3 separate regions of the Mus musculus genome follow, and regions 1 and 2 are each linked to region 3. A link is a contact called in public HiChIP or PLAC-seq data. All regions are on one chromosome and are shown on one strand. The core of a region is the stretch at or near the end of the contact, and the rest is flanking DNA. Distances in the headings are between cores, read along the strand shown.

Region 1 (4,026 bases), core at 1,282-3,781, 240 kb before region 3:
GCACTGTATATGCTATGGGCTACATAGAAACATCTTCATATATGTATAGATTTACATTGAGCAACTATTTAAAAACAAAGAAAGCAAATCATGAGAAATAGCAAAAATTTTAAGGTGATAAATACAATCATCTGGAAAAATTACTAACTAGATACTTGGCATGTCTTTTTTTGTATATAAAATCCTGGATTTCATAGAAGCACATTCTTTGATTGCCTCCCATATGATAAAATTTTGTAATATTTACTTATACAGAGAAAGGAAAATTCTTGTGCAAGTGAAAAACCTTTAACAAATCTAATTTGCTCCATGAACGGAATGCTTCCCAACCCTTCTCCAGCAACTCCTCCTCTTGCCCCTCCTCCACCTTCCCTCCCACATGTCCTTTCCCTTCCCTCACTTCCTCTCTCACCTCTCCCCCCCACCCCCCCCCCCATCCTCTGTCTTCTGGCTGTTGCTTTGTAACACTGAGGACTGTACCCAAGATCTCAGACATACAGCAGTCAACTGGCTATGCAGGAGGTTGAGGTGGAAGGACTCCAAGTTCAAGGAGTGCCAGGGTTACAAAGTAAGTTCAAATCCAGCATGGGCAACTTAGAAAAACCTGCCTCAAAACAAAAATTACAAAAAGGGTAGGTTTACAATTCAGTGAGATGCACTTGCCTAGCATGTGTGAGGCCTTGAGATCAAACCCATTAAACAAATCAAAAAGTTATTACTGTAAATGCTAAGAGCATTAAAAAATGATTTATGAACAGATGAAGACATAGGTGAGTTACAAGTCCAAGAGCTATTCCAAGCCAACCTAGTATGTGAACCTTTGAAGTGCTTTATAGGGTGTAAATGTGAACAGGTTAAAAAGTACATTCTTGATTGCATAATAGTCCACTGCTGTTTGTATGCAAGAGTGATGTAGAATATTGTCTATGTATGGATCCACAGTTTGGTCATGGGACTTGGAAAAGCCAAACTGGCTTTGACTTAGCAGCGTCCAGTCTAGGACCAGTTTTCATGGTTTATGTAAACTGCTTGTCATCAGTCATCAACAAAGGAAGGTCACCAACAAAGTCTGACCCAGTTGCGAGCCCTGCAATCTATTATAATGCCTAGCCTACAAAGATATGCCCAGGATGCAATACTGAGATGAACATTACGTTATGCAATGCTTTGTGGAGAAACAAGTTTCTGATTGGATTTAAGGCCTGCTGTACAGTGAATACTCATACTCTATATTGCAAGTTTGATCAAGAATCTATGGTGAAGGAGCTCAGAAGCGCCAGGAGTATGCCTACTTCTACAACTTTGCTAAATAGATATAACATTAAACTGTCTTCTAAGAATCAATCTCTGTACCTACACATTATGGTGGGTCTCATTAGAGTCCTTCTCAGAGAATGTTTTTGTACATTAGATGGTAGTTGATACAGAAACTCATAACTGAACAAAACGCAGAGTCTAATGTCTGTGTAGTGCACAGCCATAGATGGAAAATATTTATTATACCCCCTTCTCCCTTGTGAAGTCACACAGGAGTCAGGCCGACTGTAAGGGCTGAGGTTGGGGAAGACTAGGTCAAAACAGTTTCATCTGGATATGACAGAACATCTGGACTGAGAACTTACAGCAACTGTGTCTACCTGCCCAAGGTCAAAACAGTGACCACTCCAACACAGACTCCAACCAGAGAAGGGATAGGCTTAAGGGACTCCAGCACTATTGACAGCTGATGGGTCAGAGATAGGGGGAAGTCAATTCTCTTTAAGGATATGGCCATTGGTAGGCTAGAGTGCATTGGCCCACGGTCAGAGATTTATGGGCAGAACTAACTGAGCTCATTAGATTAAAAATAAAGAGAAGAAGATATGAAGTTGGGAGGAAGATGTGGCTGGGATTTGACAGGAAAAAAAAAGAAGTTGTAGAGGTTAAATATGATTGGAATATATCATATGCATATATGAAATTCTCAAAGAATAAGTAGAAATATATTAAATAAAAGGATAAGGTCTGGAGAGATGGCTCAACAGTTAATTAAGACTACTTCCTGCTCTTCATAGGACCAAAGTTCTGTTCCCAGCACACGTATCAGCTCACAACCACCTGTAGCTCAAACTCCAGGGGATCCAGCGCCCCCTTCTGGCCTCTGCAGTCACTTGCACTCCTGTGGACATACCCAGAAGTGCACATACATATAAGTAAAAATAAAATAAGTTTTTTATTTTTTAAAGAATGCAATCTAGGGTTAAATAAGCCTAAAAGAATTCTTTCTATCTGAATAAAAATACTGTTGATCCAGAAAACTGGTACTGTATACTTGCAGTATATATGTTACATAAAGCTTCGGTGTATCTAATGACCAATAGGATCTTAGATTCAATACCATCCAGAAAGTTCATTTTGTTCCTCTACTGCCTATTAATAAGTCCAGCTGAGAGTTTCAGGTTTTAGGATTACTCAAGCAAAGCATTTACCACAAACCTGCTAGACCAGAGCCCGGCTTAAGTCCTGTATCCTAGCTTGCTTTCTATGGCTGTGATAAACAGCATGAACAAAGGAACTTGGACAGGACAGAGTTTATTTGGCCTCCTGATCACAGTTCACTGCAGAGGGAAGTTGGATCAGGAGCAGACGCAGGAATCTGAAGGCACGAACTGAAGAAGAAGCCATGGAGAGACACTCTTGAGTGCCTTGTTCCCCTGTATAGCCCAGGACCACCGGCTCAGGGGTGATCCAATTAGAACATCTAGGATTTGGTCTGAACCAAGTCCCTAAAAAAGCAACATGGAACAGAAAGAAGCAGAACATAGACCTGGATTGAAATCTAGTAAAGTTACAAAATGAGAACGCTAATTACAAAGCAGAAGTAAATGGTTAAGAGTGAGCAGATAGAACATGGAGGAATGCCAGGAGCCTGACTAGTCCTCCAATGTTGCCTTAACTAGTCTACCTGGAACACTCCTTCTATTTGTGGCTTCTGGGTGTAACTGGAAATCATCTGCCATGCTGCAGTTAGCTGAAGGAAGCATGCCTGCTTAACTAGATAAGGCAAAAGTGAAGCGTTAGAACCACGGTCAGACTTAAGTGCTGCCGTATTGGGAGAGAAAGCATTCTGCCCTACCCCACATGGGAAACAAGGACCAACAAGGAAGTTACAAGCAAACAGGTTCTGAGCCCCAAATGCGAGGCCTCCAGTGGAACTTTTGGGGGGTTGTTTGTTTGTTTGTTTGTTTTTGTTTTGTTTTTTGTTTTTTCGAGACAAGGTTTCTCTGTGTTGCCCTGGCTGTCCTGGAACTCACTCTGTAGACCAGGCTGGCCTCGAACTCAGAAATCCACCTGCCTCTGTCTCCCAAGTGCTGGGATTAAAGGCATGCGCCACCATCACCTGGCCCAGTGGAACTTTTGAATCTTCATCTACTAACTTTAAAGAGTGTCTGGAACATTCTAAATTATTTGCTTAATAAATAAAAATAAGAAGGACTGTTAAGGAAGCCGTATAATGTACTCCACTTTTCTGAGAAGGCAGCGGAGACAAAGGGAAATTAAATCGCTTGCCCAATGATGTCATCCAACAAAGTCAGAATTTGAAACAGAGACCCAATTCCGGAGTCTCTGACTCAACTACCCCATTATGCTATGTGGCATGGAAGACAGAGCTGGAGTTGAGCCAGCACCATGGGAGAGGCCATTTAAATGTTCTTCCATGGTATAAGTCTCAGTCAATTTAGCTATCAGTTTTCATTGTTATCAAATTACTTCTTTGGACTACCTTAGTCTTTATGTTGGCAAAGCTGAACATTCTAGCCATATTTGTTAAGTGTCTTTAAAGTGTCACAGCACAAGGTGTGAGACACTTTATAGGAGAAATAATAAACCCTTTCGACCGCAAAATATTACACGAATCACTTTTAAAAAGTTTTGGCCTCTTGAGTTTTCTACTTCATCAGAAAGAACTCCGTGCTTGCCTGCATGGGCCCGCAAGGGCTCAGAGAGTCCGTTAGGAACTCTAACCCAGGCTCCGTTAGGAATGCT
Region 2 (4,482 bases), core at 865-3,364, 170 kb before region 3:
AAAACCCTCTCTCTGCAAGATACAATGGTAATTGCCTAGAAAACTTATTTTCTTTCTAAAGAACTTGAAATGGAGAACATAAAGAAAAGCAGCCTGTTGTTCACAGGTAAAGGTAGAAATGTTATTATTGTGTGTTCTTCACATCTTTTACACTTGCCTCCTGTTAGCACCCCAGTTGGTCAGTATTTACCCACTGAGTATGGTTCAGTGGAGACAGATTCTCTCAGAGGTCTGCAACTGAAAGAAAATGAGATTTTGTATCTTGTGATTCATGTAAAAGAGTTGTCTATGAGCCTCCGGCCTGGGGCCGAGAACAAAGCAGAACAGACAGGGCTGTTGTTAAGACATTCCTAAGAATGGCTTGATTGTACAAGCAGGGCTATCTTGTCTGGGTCAACACCACCTGGCCGGAACCTCCCCTCTGTCTACTGCCCCTTGATGCCGGGTAAAGTCATACATCAACTGGTTGCTATGTGAACAAAGATAAGCCCCCAGCCCACAGGAACAAAGTCCTGATGCCCTGTAATCTTTCTGTTAATGTTTGAATAAACCAATAGTGTGTCGCTATGCTGAATTCCACACCCCTAAGCCCCTTACCCCATAAAACCCCCTAGCTTTCAAGCCTCGGGGCCGACATGCATTATCTCCTGTGTGGGATGCATGTCGGTCCGGAGCTCCGTCATTAAACGTCCTCATGTAGTTACATCAAGAGATGGTCCTTCGTGATTTTTTTGGGTGCACGCCGAATTGGGAATTGGGTGGGGGTTTCCCCACTAGGTCTAACACAACATCCTCCCCCCCCCCAAAAAAACAACACTTTTCCAGGCCTACATAGTCATGTGTGAATTATAAATTCAGAAATGGACAGCTTGTCTCTATACTAAACTATGAACTACCAGGTGGAGTGACTTGATCCCTGGGGATTATCTGATGGTAAGCAAATGGGATTTTATAAAGGATCAGTCAAAGTGGCAGTCCGCAGGGACTGTTGGCTAGAAGGACCTCGGCTATGGCAGTCCATGGAACTCTCATGTCACCTCTCCTCTTGCCTCTCCACAAGGAGAAAGCCCTAAGTATTAAGAACAAGCATCTCAAGGGAGCTAGGTAGGATGGTACCCTAGTTTTCAACAGAGTTTTGTTTCTGCTCTAGTTCCACATGTGCTCAGTTTCAAAGAAAGGGTTATAGTCTCCGCCCCTCAATGAGTCAAGATCACATTGCAAAAACAAAAGGTATTGTTGGGGCTATATCTGGAAACTACCATTGTTTAGTCAACAATTTACCCCTCTTCCTTGATAAATACTTGCCTCTAGGACCACCAAATCTCACTCTATCACGACATTAGGCCATTGTTTAAACCAAGCACTTCAAATATAGCAATTTGAGTACCATTCCTCCACTATAAAGAGTAAGCTAAAGTTACTGAACACACCCTCACCCCCATCCCCACCTCCTACCTTCCACCCCCAACCCCCAGTGATATAATAGTTCAACATAACTATGACAGACACTCCTGTTCATAAAGGAAGGACGCATGAGGTGCATAGCAGTCACAGGTCCAGACATCTTTCTGAAACCCAGAGGGGCACAAACTGCCTGCCCGGTGTTCACTAAGGCTCTTGGGTCTGCTGCTCGTTCTGAACCTCTTGGCACTGCCCACAGAGTACTTGGCTCTGCCACAGAGTAATTTTTTCAGCCAGCTCATTACATGTATCGAGGAATCCAAATGTCCCATTTCATTTGTGCTGGTTGTGAGCCTTTTGGTGTAAGCTGATACAATCCCTTTGAAAGCTTTGTGAACACTTGGGGTTATCCATTTATAATTTATTCGGTGAGACTTTTAAAAACCAGACCACGAATTTCCTTGTGACTGGCTTTGCTTTCTCAGCTTTGGGGTCCCTGTGATATTTCATGAGGCAATAATATCTTTATTGCTCTTTTTGCTTTTTTTTTCTTTTAACTACACTTATTTGTTTGTTTGAGGTGGGTGCACTTGTGTCAGAGGACAGCTAATGAGGATCTTTTCTCTCCTGCCATGCAGGGCCTAGGGCTACACAAAGTCATCAGGCTTAGTGGGAAGTGCCTGCACCTGCTGAGCCATCTTACAGCACCCCGCCCTAGCTCTTTCTTTTTCTTTTCTCTTGAGAAAGAGTCTTCCCACAGAGTCTTCAGGGTGACTGTGACCTCATGACACTCCTTCCTCAGCCTCATAAACCCTGTAATTAACCATAGCCACTGACTTCATACATCTTTAGAAGCCCTATTGCCAAACAAAAGAGATCAGATGTTACCAGCTTTTCTGGGGCATCTTAGAAAATAGTGGGGTGAGGGTGCTAAACCTATTCTTTTTTTTTTTAATTTATTTATTTATTATATGTAAGTACACTGTAGTTGTCTTTAGACACACCAGAAGAGGGCATCAGATCTCATCACGGATGGTTGTGAGCCACCATGTGGTTGCTGGGATTTGAACTCAGGACCTTCGGAAGAGCAGTCAGTTCTCTTACCCACTGAGCCATCTCTCCAGCCCGCTAAACCTATTCTTGCTCTAAGTCAAAAGCTATCACCGAAGGCTGGACCCTTCCCTCTGTTTGAAAAACTCAAAGGCGAACTGTCTTTAGAAAAAAAGGTTCACTAAGGCTGAACCACGGGGCTCCAAGATCATTAAACTCAAGTTGGGAACTCAGGAAGATGGTCAAGCAAACAAGAGGGCGGTTGCTAGTGACAACATATTTAGACAACTAACAATTGCAAATATTGGGGCTGTCAAATTGAGAGACAGATAGACAGGAGGGGGGAGGAGGGGGAGGAAGGAGAGAGAGAGAGAGAGGTGCATAGGCTGGCTTCCAACTTGCTACTTCTGATCCTCCTACCTACATTGCCCAAGTGATTAGATTACAGGAGCATGGCAGTATGTTCATATCTCTCTCTCTCTCTCTCTCTCTCTCTCTCCCTCTCTCTCTCTCTCTCTCTCTCAAATGCTAGATGTCAAATTCAGGGCCTTTTGCATATCAGGCACTCTACCAACTAAGCTACCTCTCTGACCCAGAAAATGAAATTTCATAACTGAAATATTTAAGGATAGGTAATTTCAAATGGCACAGTCCAGCATACAAGGAACTAGCGGCAGTGGAAAGCCACGAGCTGTCGCCCCACAAACTGCTTCTTCACTGACAGCAGGAAGGAGGGGGGAAAGTGAAATGGAGAAACGTGTGTGGTGCCAACTGTGCCCCCGATGGGTATACACTGGGGAGCACCCAAAGTCACATGTGCAGCCTTCCTCCCAAAATTATTAATCAGGTCCAGATCATGAAGAAATGCCTAGACGGATCCCTATTGAAGAAGCAGCTTGGCATGGGGGTCTTCCGAACTTTAAGATTAGGATAGAGTTTTGTAAGTGGATCTCGGGAAAGACCCTTCATTGTTTTAGGTTGTTTTTCTGGTGCGTGATAAAACACCAACCTAAATCAACTAAGGCGGGGTGGAGAGGGTTTATTTCCACTAAAGAGTCACAGTCCATGATTGAGGGAAGTCAAGTCAGGGAAGGAGCCTCCAGGCAGGAACTGAAGTAGACTGGAGAGGAGTGTTGCTTCCTGGCTTACTTTCCATGGCTCGCTCACCTTACTTGAGACTCGAGGGAGGTATCACCCACAGTGGGCTAGCCCTCCCATATCAACCATAATTCAAGAAAATACCCCACAAAAACATGCCCAGAGGAGGCAATTCCTCAATTCTCTTCCCTCTTCTCAAGTGACTCTAGTTTTTGTCAAATTGACAAAGGAAGGTTTTTAAAAACATTTTTTGGCAGAAAGATTTTGCTGGCAGAACCCTGATATAGCTGTCTCTTGTGAGGCTATGCCAGTGCCTAGCAAATACAGAAGCAGATGCTCACAGTCATCTATAGGATGGAACACAGGGCCCCTAATGAAGGAGCTAGAGAAAGTACCCAAGGAGCTAAAGGGGTCTGCAACTCTATAGGAGGAACAACAATATGAACTAACCAGTACCCCCCAAAGCTGTGTCTCTAGTTGCATATGTAGCAGAGGATGGCCTAGTCAGCCATCAATGGGAGGAGAGGCCCTTGGTATTGCGAAGATCATATGCCCCAGTACAAGGGAATGCCAGGGCCAGGAAGCAGAAGTGGGAGGGTTGGGGAGCAGGATGAGAGGAGGGTATAGGGGACTCTCAGTATAAGGGGCTTTGGGGATAGCATTTGAAATGTAAATGAAGAAAATATCAAATAAAAAAGTTTTTAAAATTATTGGAGCAGGGGCTTAGGGAGATGGCTCGTTAGGTAAGCTTCCCTCTCAAGTGTGAGGACTTGAGTTCATGTCTCTAGAATGTCGAGCTGGATGCTGTCCTGCTTGTCTGCAATCCCAGCGCTCCTATGGTGAAATGAGAGCCAGAGTCGGGAGAATCTTTGCAAGTTCTTGAGCCAGTGAACAGCAAGGGATCCCATCTCATACATAACTGCACCTGTGCAA
Region 3 (4,066 bases), core at 627-3,126:
CTGGCATAGCTTCAGGAAGACTACATTGCCACGTATACAACAGGCTTCAAAATAGACACATCCTTGGCTATAAATCAAATAATTCTTGCCCTCGCCTGTGCAGTGTGTTCTAAAATTAAATTCTTGCCCTCTCCTGTGCAGTGTGTATTATGTTCACTGGTACAGACCACTTTCCCCCTAGTCCCCAGCATGCTGATAATGAGACAGCTTTGATGCTGAGGCTCCTCAAAGTATGGTGCCAGCTTTCAGTAGTGTGAGCGTGACCTGGAAACTTAACAGAAAAGCAAGGTCTTATGGGATAGATTGGTGCAGGCCTGTGACCTCAGATTCTTGAGAGTCACAAAAAAGAACCACAAAAAAGTCACAGCCTTTCTATGTCCACAACTCAACCTACCCAACCAAGGGAAATCATAAATGTGCAATTAGTTTTGTCTTAATTTCTCCTACTCTTTATTCTTTAATTTGAAAATGATGAAACACATAAAATGAAAATAAAGTTGTATATCATGAAAGTAAATTTTCCCCTACTTTAGAATTTCAGTTCTTAATAAAGGCATTCATTGCTGTGTTCATTTCTCCCATGTTCTTCTAAAATGTTCAACCCATTCACAAGCATACTTGTGTGTGTGTGCACCATACATTTTATGCTTTACTTAATTTCCATATATGAGTTGTTAATAAAAATAAACCTATGGTACAGGGTATGGCATCCATGTGAAGTTTAATAAATAGTTTTGGAGCTAACTACCAGCGACATCCCAAGCCGGAGCTCTTGTTACAGGTCTCCAACAGTTAGCCTCCCCCCTTCGGAGGTGACTGCTTGGCTGTGGAAGGCTCACTCCTGTATGCTTTACCACCTACTCATTGTTATTTTTTATTGATACATAAGGTAAATGAAGACGGGAAAGAACAAGAAGAAAAGACAAGCTAAAGAAAAGGAATGGAGAAGAATGTAAAGAAGGCAAGAGCAAAAGGCAAGAGACTGGAGCAGAGGAAAACAAAAAGATTTCATGGGAAAATGCATAACTAACAGATAAGTATAAGAAGGGAATAAACCAAAAACATATACAAGCCTTTTTAAAAATTGGAAAGAGCCGGGCAGTGGTGGCACACGCCTTTAATCCCAGCACTTGTGAGGCAGAGGCAGGCAGATTTCTGAGTTCGAAGCTAGCCTGGTCTACAGAGTGAGTTCCAGAACAGCCAGGACTACACAGAGAAACCCTGACTCAAAAAAACAAAAACAATAACAAAATCGGAAAGATACAGTCAAAAAACTACTAAAGGTAGATAAGGAGACAAAAAAAAAAAAAAAAGGCTGATAGAAGATTGCTCAATAAAGAAAAAACAAAATTAGACAAGGGCATGGAGATTATGGAGATGACTAAAAAAGATGGATAGAAGACGGTATAAAATATAGTAAATATTAAAATAGTAAAATTAAGTAAAATGTTCCTAAAAGTACAACGGAAAGACCAGAAAGGAGTGCACAGTGTCTTCCTGTGCTTTCTGCTGCTCTGTGCTGAACTGTGCTGGTGACTGTCTGACATCCCCAAAGGCCTTCACTTTGCTAGTTGCTTAGCAGCGGCCTCTGCTGGTCACAGTTAGCTTTTCAGTCCCAGGGTTGGACTGACTGCCCCACCCTTCTGAGTCTACCAATTTGTAGCCCCTGAGGTGACTGTGAGGCAGGGGGTTGCTCCCAAGTATCATAATGTGAGGAATGCAGCCACAGGACTGAGGGCTGCACAAACTCCTGGGCATTAATCATCGTGGAGGACTGTGATGCAGATAACAAGCACACACACACCCCCACTCACACCCGGAGGTTCCCCGAGTTCTTCACCTCTCCATCAGTGAAGCCTACAATAGGCACTTGGCTCCAGAGACTGGTCTAGCCACAGACCTCAGGCTCAGAGTCATTCTCAGTGAATGAAGTCAGCTCCCGGTGCTAGAGGCGAGACTTTCGTTATACATGGCATTGTTTGGATGAGCAGCTTGAGATCTGCATTTCTGGGGCTTGTCAGCAAATCGTAGAATTAGATTGACACTTCTGAAAGCTATAGCTTGTCTTGAGGGCAAGACTCCAGGTAGTGTTCATCAGAGCTTCTTAGTCACACCACTGGTTTCTAACTAGAGCACTCAAAGACAAAGTCCAATGCACGTGTGCTCAGCAAGCCTGTGACTGCAGCGTGCCTTAGGAAGGTAAGTGCTAAAGAAAGTCACAGTCAAGTCCAAAAGTCAATATGGGAGGAACTACACAAACCTCTGAATATCAATGTGGTAGTTTCAAGGAAAATGGCCCCCACAGACTCATAGGGAGGGGCATTATTGGAGGTGTGACCTTGTTGGAGGAAGTGTATCACTGGGAGGTGGGCTTTGAGGTTTCAAAAGCTGAAGCCAGCCTAGTGGCTCACTGTCTCTTCCTGCTGCACTGCAGATCTAGATGTAGAACTCTTGACTACCTCTCTGTCACCATGTCTATATCTGTGCCACCATGTTTCCCCGCCATGATGATAAAAGACTAAACCTCTGTACCGCAAGCCAGCTCCAATGAAAAGTTTTCATTTGTAAGAGTTGCCATGGTCATGGTGTCTCTTCACAGCAATAAAACCCTAAGACAATCAAGAAACAATTCACTAGGGGCCACAAGTGCATCAACTGAGAGAGTGGTTCTGGTACCTTGACTGGGCAGAGTGAAACTTTTATCCTGCTCTCCTGCTCTTTTGTGGTCCCTCACAAAGAGCAGGAGAGCAGGAGAGCTGACCTTAACCCTGCTGGCGGCAGCATTGGGTGGGCTAGCTGGGGCAGTGCTGGAGAGCTTGCTCAGCTCTCTAATATACTTCTAGGCCCAGATCCAGGGGTCTGAGTTGGCCCACCCTAAATTCTACACCATCTGTGAACTGTTGGAGAGCACGAGAGGGCCAGTCCTGCAATTCCAAAGCAGAAGACTTGCCATGACATAGGAGGGCAACAACAGGATAACTGGGACGAGTCCCGGATCCAGTACCAATGGTGTGGCAGAAGCCAGAGGCCTCGGACCAGACCAATGACTCATTGCAGCGAACATTTCCAAGTGAAGATGTGTGGACAGAGGGAAATACTGTGGGACATGCTACAGCTTTGATGATGAGATGTTTTCTACACTTTAATTTTGTCGTCATTGTTGTTTTGTTTCTATTATCTTTTAGGGGTGGGGCTTGCAAGGGTGAAGAGTGAATAAGAAGGGGCAGAGAGATAAGATTCACACACACACACACACACACACAAATCAATTAAAACAAACAAACCAAGCAAACATAGAAGAAGAATCCTGGAGCTGGAGGTAGGACGATGACGCCACTACTGATAGACAGTGCTCTTCCAACTTTGATGAGCCCTACAAGCACTTGAGCTTGTGGACTATGCCTGTTCACAGGCCTTAACCTTGGACTTCTCAGCCAGGTTAGTATCTTCTGAGCTTGTTCAGTAGCTCTAGAGTAGGGCTGAGACATGCATTGGAGGTGTCTGAGCTGTCTCTGTGAACACTCGGTTTGAAAAAAAACTAAACTGAAAACTTCACAGTGGGCAATACCGCCATTTCCCCTGGGAATTTGTCCTACTCAGTATTTTGACTGCAAGTGCATACATCTGTGTACCACATGCATACCTGGTGCCTGTGAAGGGCAGAAGAGGTCACTGGATCCCTTAGAACTAGAGTTGCAGACAGTTGTGAGCCACCATGTGGATGCTGGGAATCAAACCCAGGGCCTCTGTAAAGACAAGTGCCCCTAACCACTAAGCCATCTCCTTAGCCCTTTCATCTCATTTTTTGAGACAGGGTCTCTTATTGAATCTGGAAACTCAAATTGGCTAAGACTAGCCAGCAAACTTGGGGAATTCCTGTCTTTGTCTGTCCCTTACCCCAACACTGGGGTTAGAGATGAACGCTCTGCCATTCTGAATTTTGGTTGTTGTTTTGTATTTTAATGTGGGTGCTGGGGGTCCCAGCTCAGGTCCTCAGAAACAGAAAGACTTTGCTGACTGAGCTGGATCCCCAGGACACTCAATTATTTTTGTTCTGGTAAACATT

Evidence for each region. HiChIP or PLAC-seq counts read pairs in DNA pulled down with a chosen protein or histone mark.
Region 1: a RAD21 HiChIP or PLAC-seq map of pro-B cells shows a contact between it and region 3, with 4 times the contacts expected there. The contact joins two enhancer-like sites. A contact is called at or near these places in 1 of 15 datasets of contacts at CTCF or cohesin (pro-B cells), 2 of 484 Hi-C or Micro-C datasets (embryonic stem cells and uterus), 1 of 115 datasets of contacts at active chromatin or transcription factors (embryonic stem cells) and 2 of 9 other capture datasets (adipose tissue and embryonic stem cells).
Region 2: a contact with region 3 is called in an H3K27ac HiChIP or PLAC-seq map of trophoblast stem cells, with 3 times the contacts expected there. The contact joins two enhancer-like sites. A contact is called at or near these places in 1 of 484 Hi-C or Micro-C datasets (Sertoli cells), 3 of 115 datasets of contacts at active chromatin or transcription factors (embryonic stem cells and trophoblast stem cells) and 3 of 9 other capture datasets (adipose tissue, embryonic stem cells and liver).

The regions. Positions count from the first base shown.
Region 1 is chr1:164,601,751-164,605,776 of GRCm38.p6, reverse strand. No RefSeq gene overlaps it. Among named protein-coding and RNA genes, the nearest start is that of Gm26685, 100 kb to the right of the region's middle. Within about 2 kb of position 2,531, at least 8 of the 459 cell types and tissues checked have an H3K27ac peak or open chromatin away from gene starts, as enhancers often do. A contact at or near this core is called in pro-B cells, where this site is marked.
Region 2 is chr1:164,529,558-164,534,039 of GRCm38.p6, reverse strand. No RefSeq gene overlaps it. Among named protein-coding and RNA genes, the nearest start is that of Gm26685, 28 kb to the right of the region's middle. Within about 2 kb of position 2,114, at least 11 of the 459 cell types and tissues checked have an H3K27ac peak or open chromatin away from gene starts, as enhancers often do. A contact at or near this core is called in trophoblast stem cells, where this site is marked.
Region 3 is chr1:164,364,436-164,368,501 of GRCm38.p6, reverse strand. All of the region lies in intron 9 of Nme7 (NME/NM23 family member 7), which reads right to left. Among named protein-coding and RNA genes, the nearest start is that of Gm39690, 52 kb to the left of the region's middle. Within about 2 kb of position 1,876, at least 27 of the 459 cell types and tissues checked have an H3K27ac peak or open chromatin away from gene starts, as enhancers often do. A contact at or near this core is called in pro-B cells and trophoblast stem cells, where this site is marked.